Linked DNA regions of Macaca mulatta: region 2 is linked to region 1. Evidence: chromatin contacts called from public Hi-C data. All regions are on one chromosome and are shown on one strand. Each heading gives the region's core, a stretch centred on a gene start, on an enhancer-like site or on the middle of the called end of the contact. The rest is flanking DNA. Distances are from core to core; before and after follow the strand shown. Region 1 holds the start of G6PC3 (glucose-6-phosphatase catalytic subunit 3). Region 2 holds the start of LOC144335758.

Region 1 (6,893 bases), core at 372-2,871:
TTGGGAGGCTGAGGTGGTTGGATCACCTAAGGTTAGGGGTTTGAGGCCAGCCTGGCCAACATGGTGAAACCCCATCTTTACTAAAAATACAAAAATTAGCCAGACGTGGTGGCGCATGCCTGTAATCCCAGCTACTGTAGGGCAGAGGCAGGAGAATTGCTTGAATTTGGGAGGCGGAGGTTGCAGTGAGCCGAGATTTTGCCAATGCACTGCAGCCTGGGCAACAAAGTGAGACTCCGTCTCAAAAAAAAAAAAAAAAAAAAAAATTAGCCGGGCGTGGTAGCGCGGGCCTGTAATCCAGCATAGAAGACAAGAACGAAGATCCCTCTCAAAAAGAAAAAAAAAAAACTTTCCTTTTTTTTGTTTTTTTTTTTTTGAGATGGAGTCTCGCCCTGTCCCTGTCGCCCAGGCTAGAGTGCAGTGGTGCCATCTTGGCTCACCGAAACCGCCGCCTCCCGGGTTCAAGCGATTCTCCTGCTTCAGCCTCCCTAGTAGCTAGGACTACAGGTGCATGCCACCACGCCCAGATAATTTTTGTATTTTTAGTAGAGATGGGGTTTCACTATGTTGGCCAGGCTGGTCTGGAACTCCTGACCTCGTGATCTGACCGCCTCGGCTTCCCAAAGTGCTGGGATTACAGTTGTGAGCCACCGCGCCTGGCAAAAAACAAAAAACAAAACCAAAAAAAAAAAACTTTTCAAGAACAAAGTTGATCGAGGTAGGAAGAAACTAAGGAGACACTGTTCAACAGTCTTCTAGGCAGGACCTCGCCTAGAGTAGCTGAGATTTCTATTTTCTATGTGTGTTCTTCCAGATGACTGTTTCAAACTCTGTCGCGGGTGTGTGCCAATCCTCTTCCCATACCAACACTGTTACTATCTCTTGGTTTCATCTGCCTAAGCAGGGTTTTGGATGGCAGGAAGATGGGGGTGGGGGAAGCAAGGGAAGAACTGGGAGGAAGTGTGACTTTGCACTATATGTGAGAATTCGCCTTTTTAGGGAAGACCCCTCAAAATCAAGAGACTTATCTGTCAGCCTCCAAATTAATAGCGGGCGATTTAGAAAGGAAGAGTCTTGAGGTAGGCGAGTATGGGGTGAACTGATTAGGTGTGTATCCAAATTTAGGATCCCGCTTCAGCTCCCAGGAGGAGGGACTGTCTGCAGCCTTTTCTCCAGAGGATCTCAGATTTTTTTTTTTTTTTTTTTTTGCTTTTTTTTTTTTTTGGTGGGTATTGGTACTGGAGAAGAGGGGTCCGGTCGGGAAAGAATCCTGGCCCTGGAGATTACATATCTGCCTTCGCATCAGCAGAGCAGGGACGCTAGGAGCGCGGGCAGCCCGCCGGCTAGTCCGTCCCCTGACCCGGAACCGCACCGGTGCCGCCGCTAGCCGGCTGCCCACGTGCCGGCAACAGCGGCCACGTGGGGCCCTGAGGAAACGCCTTTATAAAGGTTTGTCCCCTACGCTGCCCAGTAGGAAGGAAAACTGGAGGAGAGCGCAGGAGGAAACAGTACCGGCTGGAGGCCGGTCTTGCAGGAGCCGGGGACTGCCGGGGGCGGGTCCGGGGGCGGGGCTTGGTGATGACCGCTGGCGGGGCGGGGCCTCGGACTCAGAGGGGTGGGCTTTAGAGAGCCGCGGGCCGACGCTGCTTCGGTGTCTGGACATTTTGGCTTCCGTCCTGGAGCAAGCCCTGGCCTCGTCGGTAGCTGGGCCGCCATGGAGTCCACGCTGGGCGCGGGCATCGTGATAGCCGAGGCGCTACAGAACCAGCTAGCCTGGCTGGAGAACGTGTGGCTCTGGGTCACCTTTCTGGGCGATCCCAAGATCCTCTTTCTGTTCTACTTCCCCGCGGCCTACTACGCGTCCCGCCGTGTGGGCATCGCGGTGCTCTGGATCAGCCTCATCACCGAGTGGCTCAACCTCATCTTCAAGTGGTGAGACAGAGAAGCCCTCCGGCATCCTGGTCCCCACCCCTGAGGGCCCTGAGTCATGTGTAAGCCCTGGTCTCTCTCAGCAACTGTCTCAAGGGCCTTCCCACCCCCTACTCTGTAGTCTCTGATTTTTTTTCCCTTTGAGCATCTTTGTGCCGCTTGGACTCAAACCTCAGAGTCTACCCATCCTTCTCATTAGACCAGTGTTCTTCAAACTGGTCTGATCAAAAAATCACCTAAGAGGCGTGCCTAAAATGTAAATATCCCGTCCTCATCTCACACTTTCTGATTTAGAAACTCCAAGGGTTGGGAATTTATTTTTGTTTGTTTGTTTTTTGGGAATTCATATTTTAACAGATATCTATGGTGATTTAAGTAGTGGAGAGCCCTACCTCTCAACTCACTTTTTCATTCATCTATTCACTCATTTGCTATAATTTTTAAGAAGCATGCTTTGTGCTGGGCATCACAGCTGCTACGGACAGACAGCTTGCAGGTTAAGGTGTGGTCCCTGGACCATGCCCAACGGCACAGGCAGCACCTGAAAACTGACTAGAAATGCAGACTCTCAGTCCCAGGGCCAGAATGACAGAATCAAAATCTGCATTTTAACAAGGTTCCCAGGTGATTCCCTGTGCGTGTGCAGTAAAGTCTGGGCTAAAGCACTGCTTTCCAGGGAACACTTTCCCTTCCTTCTCTTTCATTCACTAGTAGACTCTTCACACTGAGACTTAGAAGCCAGGGATCCCAGGAACGTGGGTGGAGGCCCTGTGACCCTTGGGGCTGGGCATGCAGCCACACCTCCCTTCACCTCAACCTCTGTTGCCAGATCCTCAGCCTGGGGGAAGAAAGGGAGGCTCATAGGAGGTATTTCAATGGGCTCGAATGACTTGCTGAAAAACAACATAGAGTTCCCCTCCCTTCCACTCTTTTCCACAAGAGCCTCATCCTTATGTAAAGGGAACCACAGTGGTCTATTCACTTCTTTCTTGCCTAATTGCCCTTTGCTTTGTGCTCTCTCCTCCCTCAAAGTCTGTATAAGCCTCCCCCTCTAGTTCTTGTCCCCCAAAGATCACAATCTCCCTCAGACACTATTAATGTCCCCCAAGTGGCAAAGTCCCTATTCATTTTCTTTTTCTTTTTTTTTTTTTGAGACGGAGTCCCGCTCTGTTGCCCAGGCTGGAGTGCAGTGGCCGGATCTCAGCTCACTGCAAGCTCCGCCTCCCGGGTTTACACCATTCTCCTGCCTCAGCCTCCCGAGTAGCTGGGACTACAGGCGCCTGCCACCTCGCCCGGCTAGTTTTTTGTAATTTTTAGTAGAGACGGGGTTTCACCATGTTAGCCAGGATGGTCTCGATCTCCTGACCTCGTGATCCGCCTGTCTCGGCCTCCCAAAGTGCTGGGATTACAGGCTTGAGCCACCACGCCCGGCCTCTTTTTCTTTTTTTCTTTTTTTTTTTTTTTTTTTTTTTTTTTTTTTTTTTTTTTTTTTTTTTTTTTTGAGACGGAGTCTCACGCTGTTGCCCAGGCTGGAGTGCAGTGGCGCGATCTCGGCTCACTGCAAGCTCCGCCTCCCGGGTTCCCGCCATTCTCCTGCCTCAGCCTCCCGAGTAGCTGGGACTACAGGTGCCCGCCACCGCGCCCGGCTAATTTTTTGTATTTTTTTTAGTAGAGACGGGGTTTCACTGTGGTCTCGATCTCCTGACCTTGTGATCCGCCCGCCTCGGCCTCCCAAAGTGCTGGGATTACAGGCTTGAGCCACCGCGCCCGGCCTCTTTTTCTTTTTTTCAAGACAGAGTTTCGCTCTTGTCACCCAGGTTGGAGTGCAATGGCGTGATCTTGTCTTACTGCAACCTCCACCTCCTGGGTTCAAGCCATTTTCCTACCTCAGCCTCCCAAGTAGCTGGGATTACAGGTGTGTGCCACCACACTCAGCTAATTTTTGTATTTTTAGTAGAGAAGGGGTTTCGCCTTGTTGGCGAGGCTGGTCTCAAACTCCTGACCTCTGGTGATCCACCCGCTTCAGCCTCCCAAAGTGCTGAGATTATAGGTGTGAGCAACCCGGCATTCTTTTTTTTTTTTTTTTTTTTTCTTTTTGAGATGGAGGCTTGCTCTGTTGCCCAGGCTGGAGTGCGATGGCACCATCTTGGCTCACTGCAACCTCTGTCTCCCAGGTTCAAGAGATTCTTCTGCCTCAGTCTCCCATGTAGCTGGGATTATAGGCGCCCACCACCACACCCAGCTAATATTTGTATTTTTAGTAGAGAAAGGGTTTCGCCATGTTGGCCAGGCTGGTCTCGAACTCCTGGCCTCAAGTGATCCGCCCTCCTCTGCCTCCCAAAGTGCTGGGATTACAGGCATGAACCACCGCGCCTGGCACTCCCATTCATTTTCTGTGTGAGCACTTGATGTATACTAGGCTCAGTTTTCAGAGGGGAGAGGCAAGTGCCTTCTGTGTTTGCCTCCCCAGCACGTGGTTTCCTGCCAGCATCTCTTTTGCTATCCCATCTTTTGTCTTTCTGGCCACAGCAGCCTCTTCATTGTGTGGTTCCCAGGGCCCAGCCAAGCACTTACTAGACCAGGGGATTTTGACATATTTTTTTCCTCCTTATTCTTTCTCAGCCTTCTCTGTCCATTTCCCACTCCCATTTTCAGACCTGAGAGGCTCACCTAAATAATTTAGGTGTGGATAATTCAGGCTGTAACTGGGGACATGGAGGCAGGGGTAGCAGGAGGGTTAGTGAGGGCCTGTGGGAGAGAGCTGGGTCCTGGGTTCCCTGTGGATGATAAGAGCTGGCCCTGCAGTGAGAGGGGGTGGAGTGGGACAACTGAGTATCTCAGAGCACACACACATGCTTACCACAATCTCTTGCCTCTGTATCAGTTTTATTTTTTATTTTATTTATTTTTTCTTTTTTTGAGACAGGATCTCACTCCATCACCAGGCTGGAGTATAATGGCACAATCACAGCTCACTGCAGCCTCAACCTCCTCAGCTCAAGTGATCCTTTCCACTTCAGCCTCTGGAGTAGCAGGGGCTATAGGCGTACCCCAAGATGCCTGGCTAATTTTTGTATTTTTTGTAGAGATGGGGTTTTGTCATGTTGCCCAGGCTGTTCTCGAACTCCTGGGCTCAAGCAATCTGCCCGCCCAGCCTCCCAAGTAGCTGGGACTATAGGTGTGCACTACCACTTCCAGATAATTTTTTGTTTTTGTTGAATCTGGGTCTTGCTATGTTGCCCAGGCTGGTCATGAACTCCTGGCTTCAAGTGATCCTCCAGCTAAGGCCTCCCAAAGTACTGGGATTACAGTCATGAGCCACTGCACCTGACCCCAGGCTAGTTTTTAAAAATAGTGTTTCCACAGGCTCTGAGGGTTAGGAAAAAAAAGAAATAGTGTGCTTTCTTTCTCCCGTTCTAAGGTAGAAAACCACGGCAAGGTATCCATGGATACCTTAAGAGCAATGGACAGAATCGTAGTCCCTTTTTGACTTCACCCCTCAGGCCCTCCAGAGTACTCTGTGTCCTGCCCACCTTGTACCCCCCTGGCTGTGTGTGCATGTGGAAAGTCATCTTGCATCTGTTCTCTTCCAGGTTTCTTTTTGGAGACAGGCCCTTTTGGTGGGTCCATGAGTCTGGGTACTACAGCCAGGCTCCAGCCCAGGTTCACCAGTTCCCCTCTTCTTGTGAGACTGGTCCAGGTGGGAAGCCTCAAACATTCTCCCTTTCCCAATGTGGTTAGGGTTCAGGTGAACATTTCAGGGTACTTTTCAGCCTGGGTGGCCCAACCAAAGGTCCAGCCTCTCAATTACTGGCCCAAAGAACAAAGGAACCCCAGGGAGACCAAGCTGAGTTATGGGAGGAGGGCACCCATGCTATGTACCAGCTGCCCACTTTGTGTAGAGTACAGCCAAGAGACGCATACCAGGACAGAAACCTGAGTGCAGTGACCTCAGGTGGCAGTAAAAAGGCCTCAGAACAGAGCCAGTTATGGATCAGTGCTGGGGAAAAGCTCTCTTCTCAGCCAGGAGAGACAGCTGTATTATTGAGGCATCACCAGAGGCCCCTGGGTCCTGCCTCCATCTTCTCACCACAAGCTTCTGGATTCACTGGCAGGCAGCCCTTCTGGACACTGCATGATCACAGGAGCAGCCCTCTGGCCCATAATGACGGCCCTGTCTTCGCAGGTGGCCACTCGGGCCCGCAGGTATGCCCTTGGCATTGCCCACCATTGGGAGCAGGGGTGATGGCACCCTGTACCTAAAAGACCCAGCAGCATGCAGTCTGGGAGCTGGAGTTTTGGGGACCCTAGGTTGTGTGGTTCAACCATGGGGTACCTGGGTGCTGCAGGCTAAGCTGTGTATGGACACGCTCTGAGCTCCTTGCCTCTCTTCTTTCTAGCCGCTGGGTAAGGGTGATGCCTAGCCTAGCTTATTGCACCTTCCTTTTGGCGGTTGGCTTGTCGCGAATCTTCATCTTAGCACATTTCCCTCACCAGGTGCTGGCTGGCCTAATAACTGGTGAGCAACTGGGGCAATGGGGTGGACTGAGAGGATGCCTTTGGCAGTGGGAGGTTCAGTCTAGGATCTTCCCATCGCTCCCAGCTTCTGTAGAGCCCAGCCAAGAGGCCCCCCGTTATATCTCAGTTTGTTCCCTTGCCAAGCTGCACTGCAGCTGGGGGTGGGTGTGGGGAGGGTCATATCCCCAAACTCCCTGAAGCTGCCGTCACTCCACTCTCCTAGGCGCTGTCCTGGGCTGGCTGATGACTCCCCGGGTGCCTGTGGAGCGGGAGCTAAGCTTCTATGGGTTGACCGCACTGGCCCTCATGCTAGGCACCAGCCTCATCTATTGGACCCTCTTTACGCTGGGCCTGGATCTTTCTTGGTAAGTCTCGCTTTGAAGCCTGGGCAGGCTGGGCCCTGTCCTATCTCGCCTGCACCTAGCCTGGTGTGTCTCTGGTTCATT
Region 2 (7,239 bases), core at 1,685-4,184, 55 kb after region 1:
AGGGTGACAGGGAAGGAAAAAAGGCACCAGGCTGACAAATTCATTTTTGCAATCGGCCCATTTCTGTTTGTCTGCTCAGACGCAGCTCCAGGCATCTGCACAAGCCAGATGGAGGAGGCTGCTATTTCTAGAAAAAAAAAAAAAAAAAAAAAGAGGGGGGGTGGTGAGAGGGGAGGAAGGGAGGAGGCGGAGGCAGAGGGCAGAAGACAGGGTCTGTTTGCCCTAAAACCTCAGGCAGAATGATACCCTCTTCCCAGCACTACCAGACAGGGTCCCCATTCAAGAAAGGGCTGGGGCTGGGCCTGGGGTGAGGTGGGATGGGGAAGAAGAAAGGCAGAGAAAGTTTAATTAGCTAAAGTCGGCTACAATAGGCCCCCTCACCGGCTGCATCAGGTTTTCATTCATGAGCAAGCTACAGTGCTCCAAAAATGCCAAGAACCACCCCCCCCTTGCTGTCTCCCCCTCCCCCCACCACCGCCACCAACAGGAGTGCGTCCTCTAGCAGGCTGGCTGAGCCTGATGCTGTGTTCCAGACATCCCTCCTCAAAGGGATGTGAGTAGGAAGAATTAATTATTAAAGAGCAGCTGGTACTTCAGCACCGACCGCGCTACCCCCAGCTCCTATAGCTGATTCCCCTCCCCCACTATGCGGGAACACAAATGACACCCCCCAACATTCCCAGGCCCCATTTCTAAACACACAGTTAAGATGCCACCCCTAGAGAAGGGAAAGCAAACCTTTGTCTCTGCAGCTACTTGGGGTGGGTGGGGCATGTGAAACTGCTGCCCCCCTCCAAATTACACGATCCAGCCAAAGTAGGAGGATATACTGGAGAAGAAGGGGAGGCTGGCACAGAACTAACATTTCCTCCATCCTTGCCCCCAAGTAACCCGCACCTGAGATCTGTCTCTCTGGTCTCCGGCATGCCCACATTCCCAGGACAGAGTGGAGATGCTGGGAGCCCATTTCTCTAACTCAGAGAGACCCCTACTGCATTGTCAAGAAAGCCCAGATCCAAGTTCAAGTGAAGAGAAGGCAAAGAGAGGAGTCAAGAAAAGAGGAAGGAGACAAACCAAGATCTCCCCAAGCTTTGTGTTTAGGAAGGGAGAGGAAGGAGGGAAGACTGGAATGAAGAAGCAGGCAGTCCCCAACATGGCTCATCCACCATCCAGCCCAGCCAGCCCAGCCAGCCCAGCCCAGCCCAGCATCTCAACAGCCAGCATCGGCTCAGGGTGCCTAGGACTTGGGAGACTGAAGACCATCCCTGCCTGCCTACATCCTCCGAACCTAAGAGGAGGCCGAAGGCAGGACCCAGACCCAGACTGCAATCCTGCAAAGCAATCTGGCCAGGGGTCCCTCTGACCAAGACTCCTGGATCTCACCCTCCCCCCAACCTCCTTTTGTTCCCATAATCTAGCTCCATCCTCCCCTCCCAGTTGGACACTGAACCAAATCATCACCACCTACCCAAGCTCCAAATCTAATTCCAGGTCCCAAAAGCATGGTAGTCACTGACAAGAGTGATGGGTCCCTTTTGCACCCTCCTAAAAGCAACTGCAGCTGTTACCTTTCCTCTTTAGGGACACACCTCATCTCAGAAGGGGTATCAGTCAGGGATATCAGGTGGTTATCTCCTCTCCCAAAGGAAGCACCCAACCTCTCCACTCCAACAGCCCCCACCAGGCTCCCAGATTAATTAATTACACCCAGCCACTTCTCATCTTCCCCAGGGCCCCAGGGAAGGGTGGGGTGGAGAAGGTGACTCCCCCAAGTTAACAAGACACTGGTAGTGCTCCCGCTTCCTTGAGATACAGACCCGGGATGAAAAATGGGGGGCATCCACCCCAGACAAGAAGGGGTTGGGGGAGAGCTCCATTTCATCTCCTCGCTCTCGTATCCTGGCTCCAGGGTGTCAGACAGGAGAAGAGGGTGGAAACAAACGCAGTAACGCCTCAGAGGGGACGGGGTGAGAATAATGGAGAGAGAAGTAAGGTGGACTCCGCAGTCCCCCTCCTCATGCACACAAGTCAAGGGCATAAAATCAAGGATGCGTTCGTAGCTATGGGAAGAAGCGCTGTGGGTGGGCAGCACACCTCACCTCAGAGTACCAAGAAAGGGGTGTCCAGCGAAGAGGGGTCTGCACAGAATCCGGGTGCAGGGCTCAAATGGCTCTGCAACGCAACATGCGCCGCCAGGGAAGGGACAAATCTGACAACCCCGCCCGGTCTCCGAGCCATTTGGGGGCGCGGGAAGGCGGGCCCCTCCCTTACCTGCAGGGAAGGCGCCCCTGTCTGGGAGGGGCAGGGAGGGGCGCGCGCAGCAACCCCGATGCCCAGCTCCCGGGCTGGCGACGCTCCCGGGGAGCGCCGGCTGGCACCCGGGCCCAGGAGGAAGGAAGGGGGGCGCGGAGCTCGGCGCGCGCGCTGGGAGCCTACGGACAGAGACGGAAGGCGAAGGGGGCGCCGCCTCGCGTCCCGGGGGCCGGGAAGACGGGGTCTGGGCCGGGGCGGCGCGCTCACCCGCTGCGGCTCGAGCTCCGGCTTCGCGGGCGGCGGCGGCAGCAGCGGCGGCGGCAGCGACGGCAGCGCCTCCTCGACGGCTCCTCCATCTTTGCGGCGGCTCCTCCGGCTCCGCTCGCCGCCGCCACCAACAACAACATTCGGAGACGTCACTCCCGTCACGTGACCCGACCCGAAGCTAAAAATAGACCCAGACCCCCCCTCCCGCCCCATCCCCGCAGCCACCACCAACCCCTCCCCTGCCTCTCGGCCCTCCCCGCCGGGCGGGGCCAGCGACGCCATCGTGACAGCTCCTTAAAGGGCCAGTGCCCAGCATAGAGTTGGGCTGAGACGGGATGGAAGGGAAGGGAAAGGAACCCAGCGAGTAAGAGTGGAAGGGTCGTTGCAGGGGCCGAGTGTGGATGCTGGGACTCAACCTTTGGGTTGTACAAGTTTCCTCCTTGCGCTTCCCGGACTTCCTTTTCAAACCGTGGATGGTGCAATCGTTGCCTGCCTAAGCTGCTCCCCTAACACGCCCTCCCGCGGTCGGGGAGGGGACCTGGGGATGAATTCCCAGGGGCTGGGAGTGCCACCGCAGCTGCTGCAGCGGGGCCTGGCTGGGTGTTGATGGTTCGGACAGGTCTCGAACTCGCCATCTCTGACCGCACACACTGCATCCGTGCCAGGGAAAGAAAAGCCTGGGAAAGGCCAGGGTATGGCTGTAACAGTCCAAGGCCTTCAAAAAGGCAGACCAGCAGACCAGGAGCCGGAAAGACTTCCCTGACTTTGGTGCTATCCACGTCACATCTCCCCTTGGTACACAGTATGAACATGTTGAATTAGACCTAGACAATTTGTCAATGACCCAGCAATTCCACTAACAAAAATGTATTCCAAAAAAATAAACGTTGTTATGTTAAAAAATGAACATGAGATCGTGTGTAATGATGTGAAAAGTTGAAAACAACCGAAATATCCATCAATAGGGAATTGGCAAACCAAGCAGGAGACATTGATTCAGTAAAATATTATCCAGATATTAAAAGTTTCATAGGGGACGGGACTTGGTGGCTCATGCCCGTAATCCCAGCGCTTTGGGAGGCTGAAGCAGGCGGATCACCTGAGGTCAGGAGTTCAAGACCAGCCTGGCCAATATGGTAAAACCTCGTCTCTACTAAAAATACAAAAAATTAGCCGGACAGGGTGGCAGGCACCTGTAATCCCCTGTACTCAGGAGGCTGAGGCAGTAGAATCGTTTGAACCCAGGAGGCAGAGGTTGCAGTGAGCCAAGATTGTGCCATTGCACTCCAGCCTGGGCAACAAGAATGAAACTCTGCCTCAAAACAAACAAGCAAACAAAAAAGTTTTATAGGGGCCAGGCTCATTGGCTCGTGCCTGTAATCAATCCCAGCATTTGGGAAGCTGAGGCGGGAGGAATACTTGAGCCCAGGAGTTCAAGACCAGCCTGAGCAACATGCAAGACACTGTCTCTATTTTTAAAAAGAAGAGGCCAGGCGCGGTGGCTCACGCCTGTAATCCTAGCACTTTGGGAGGCCGAGGTGGTCCGATCACGAGGTCAGGAGATCGAGACCAGCCTGGCTAACATGGTGAAACCCCGTCTCTACTAAAAATACAAAAAAAAAAAAAAAAAAAAAAGACGGGGGTGGTGGTGGGCGCCTGTAGTCCCAGCTACTCAGGAGGCTGTGTCCCAGCTACTCAGGAGGCTGTGGCAGGAGAATGGCGTGAACCCGGGAGGCAGAGGTTGCAGTGAGGGGAGATCATGCCGCTGTACTCCAGCCTGGGCAACAGAGTGAGACTCTGTCTCAAAAAAAATAAAAATAAAAAATAAAAAAGAAGAATAAAAATTGTATAGGTCTACACCGACCTGAAAAGATGCCCATGATATATTGTTTTCTTGGAAATCAGGACTCAAGCAAGCATTACTGAATTGTTCCATTATTATAAAAACAACAAACTAGATTCATATGCCTGAGTATATGTGTATATCAAAAAGCCTGGCCAGAGGCCGGGCGCGGTGGCTCAAGCCTGTAATCCCAGCACTTTGGGAGGCCGAGGTGGGCGGATCACAAGGTCAGGAGATCGAGACCACAGTGAAACCCCGTCTCTACTAAAAATACAAAAAATTAGCCGGGCGCGGTGGCGGGCGCCTGTAGTCCCAGCTACTCAGGAGGCTGAGGCAGGAGAATGGCGGGAACCCGGGAGGCGGAGCTTGCAGTGAGCCGAGATCGCGCCACTGCACTCCAGCCTGGGCAACAGCGTGAGACTCTGTCTCAAAAAAAAAAAAAAAAAAAAAAAAAAAAAAAAAAGCCTGGCCAGGGGCCAGACCTGTGTTCACGCTGTGGGGCTAAGGTGGGAAGATAGCTTGAGCCCGAGAGATGAGCTAAGTACACACCACTGCACTCCAGCCTGGGTGAAAAAGTGAGATCCTGTCTCAAAAAAAAAAAAAAAGCCAAACCAGGCATGGTGGAATGGTGGCACATGCCTATAGTCCTACCTACTTGGGAGGCTCAAAAGGGAGAATTCATTGACCCTAGGAGTTCAAGGCCAGCCGGGGCAACATAGAGAGACTCACACCTGTAATCCCAGCACTTTGGGAGGCCAAGGCGGGCAGATCACGAGGTCAGGAGATCGAGACCATCTTGGCTAATACGGTGAAACCCCATCTCTACTAAAAATACAAAAAATTAGTCGGGCGTGATGGCACACGCCTGTGGTCCCAGCTACTCAGGAGGCTGAGGCAGGACAATCGCTTGAACCCAGGAGGTGGAGGTTGCAATGAGCCGAGATCGCACCACTGCACTCCAGCCTGGTGACAGAGCGAGACTCAGTCTAAAAAAGAAAAAAAAGAAAGAAAACAAAAAAAAAGTCTAAAAGAATAAATACCAGAATGTTTGTCTTTACTTTTTTGTCTTATTTATTTATTTTGAGACAGAGTCTCATTGTGTCTCCCAGGCTACAATGCAGTGGCACAGTCATAGCTCAGTATAACCTTGAACTTCTGAGTCCAAGCAATCCTCCCACCTCAACCTCCCAGGTAGCTGGCACTACAGCTGCACGCCATTACATCCATCTAATTTTTTTTTTCAGGGTCTCGCCATGTCACCCAGGCTGGAGTGCAATGGCACCATCACAGCTCACTGAAGCCTCGATTTCCCAGGCTCCAGCGATCCTCCTGCCTCAGCCTCCGAGTAGCTGGGACCACAGCTACACGCCACTACGCCCAGCTAATTTTTGTATTTTTTTTAGAGATGGGGTTTCCCTGTGTTGCCCAGGCTAGACGACTTTTTTTTTTTTTTTTTTTTTTTGAGATGCAGTCTCGCTCTGTCACACAGGCTGGAGTACAGTGGGGCGACCTTGGCTCATTGCAACCTCTGCCTCCAGGGTTCAAGCGATTCTCCTGCCTCAGCCTCCAGAGTAGCTGGGATTACAGGTGCAGGCCAACATGCCCGGCTAATTTTTGTAGTTTTAGCAGAGATGGGGTTTCACCATGTTGGTCAGGCTAGTCTCAAACTCCTGACCTCGTGATCCGCCCATCTCAGCCTCCCAAAGCGCTGGGATTATAGGCATGAGCCACTGCGCCCGGTCTAGGCAAGTCTTATGCTCCTGGACTCAAATGATCCACACATTTCAGCCTCTCAAAATGCTGGGATTACAGGAGTGAGCCACCACACCTGGCCACTCCAGGGGATTTTTACTGCAGCTGGTCCTTTCCTCATATTTGCGGGGGGAAAAAAAGAGAAACATCCAAAATTTCTGCGTGATCTGATCCCTGCCCACGTCACCTCTCTTTGCTAGCTTTCTGTACTCCTGCCATGTGACTTTCTCTCAAACAATGTGCTCTCTGCTCTTCAGGGCCTTTGCACAGGCTGTTTTTTATCTTTCTAGAATGCCTCCCTCCCTTCTTCTCTTTACCTGGCTAACTCCTACTCATTCATCAGAGTGCTTTTTTTTTCTTTTTTCTTTTTTCTTTTTTTTTTTGAGCCAGGGTTTCACTCTTATTGCTGAGGCTGGAGTGCAATGGCACGATCTCAGCTCACTGCAACATCCGTCTCCTGGGTTTAGTGAGTCTCCTCCCTCAGCCTCCCAAGTAGCTGGGATTACAGGCACCTGCCACCATGCCCGGCTAATTTTGTATTTTTAGTAGAGATGGGGTTTTTCCATGTTGGTCAGGCTGGTCTCAAACTCCTGACCTCAGGTGATCCACCTGCCTCAGCCTCCCAAAGTGCTGGGATTACAGGCCTGAGCCACCGCACCAGGCCATCAGAGCTCATTTAAATAACACTGAAAGAGGTCTTTCTTGGTTCTTTAATTAGAATAGATCCCCTTGTTATATATGCTTTCATCAACCCTGCTAACAATGTGTAAATACATATCTATTTATGGCATTATGCTTCATTGTCCATCTTGTCCTCTAAATTACAAATTTCTTTATTATTATTATTATTTTTTGAGACAGTCTTGAACTGTCACCCAGGCTGGAGTGCAGTGGCACAATCGGGGCTCACTCCCAGGTTTAACTGATTCTTGTGCCTCAGCCACCAAAATAGCTGGGATTACAGGCGTGTGCCACCATGCCCAGCTAATTTTTGTATTTTTAGTAGAGACTGGGTTTCACCATGTTGGCCAGGCTGGTCTTGAACTCCTGACCTCAGGTGATCCACCCACCCCAGCCTCCCAAAGTGCTGGGATTACAGGGGTGAGCCACCACGCCCCGCTTTA

Evidence for each region. Hi-C and Micro-C count contacts between places; a contact is called where the count stands out from the background.
Region 2: a contact with region 1 is called in a Hi-C map of liver, with 2.2 times the contacts expected there. The contact joins the promoter of LOC144335758 here to the promoter of G6PC3 in region 1. A contact is called at or near these places in 4 of 14 Hi-C or Micro-C datasets (CD4 T cells, fetal cortex germinal zone, fetal cortical plate and 1 more).

The regions. Positions count from the first base shown.
Region 1 is chr16:68,434,213-68,441,105 of T2T-MMU8v2.0, forward strand. It overlaps G6PC3 (glucose-6-phosphatase catalytic subunit 3), which reads left to right and starts at 1,622. Exons shown (of 6, transcript NM_001257733.1): 1 at 1,622-1,932; 2 at 5,523-5,629; 3 at 6,045-6,135; 4 at 6,330-6,448; 5 at 6,671-6,812. The coding sequence starts at 1,715.
Region 2 is chr16:68,487,976-68,495,214 of T2T-MMU8v2.0, forward strand. LOC144335758 reads right to left here and starts at 2,935. Exons shown (of 2, transcript XM_077972028.1): 1 at 1-2,935. The coding sequence starts at 2,802. The coding sequence ends at 2,101. It overlaps HDAC5 (histone deacetylase 5), which reads right to left and starts at 2,665. Exons shown (of 27, transcript NM_001258098.1): 1 at 2,521-2,665. It overlaps LOC144335775 (a long non-coding RNA gene), which reads left to right. Exons shown (of 2, transcript XR_013406926.1): 2 at 1-127.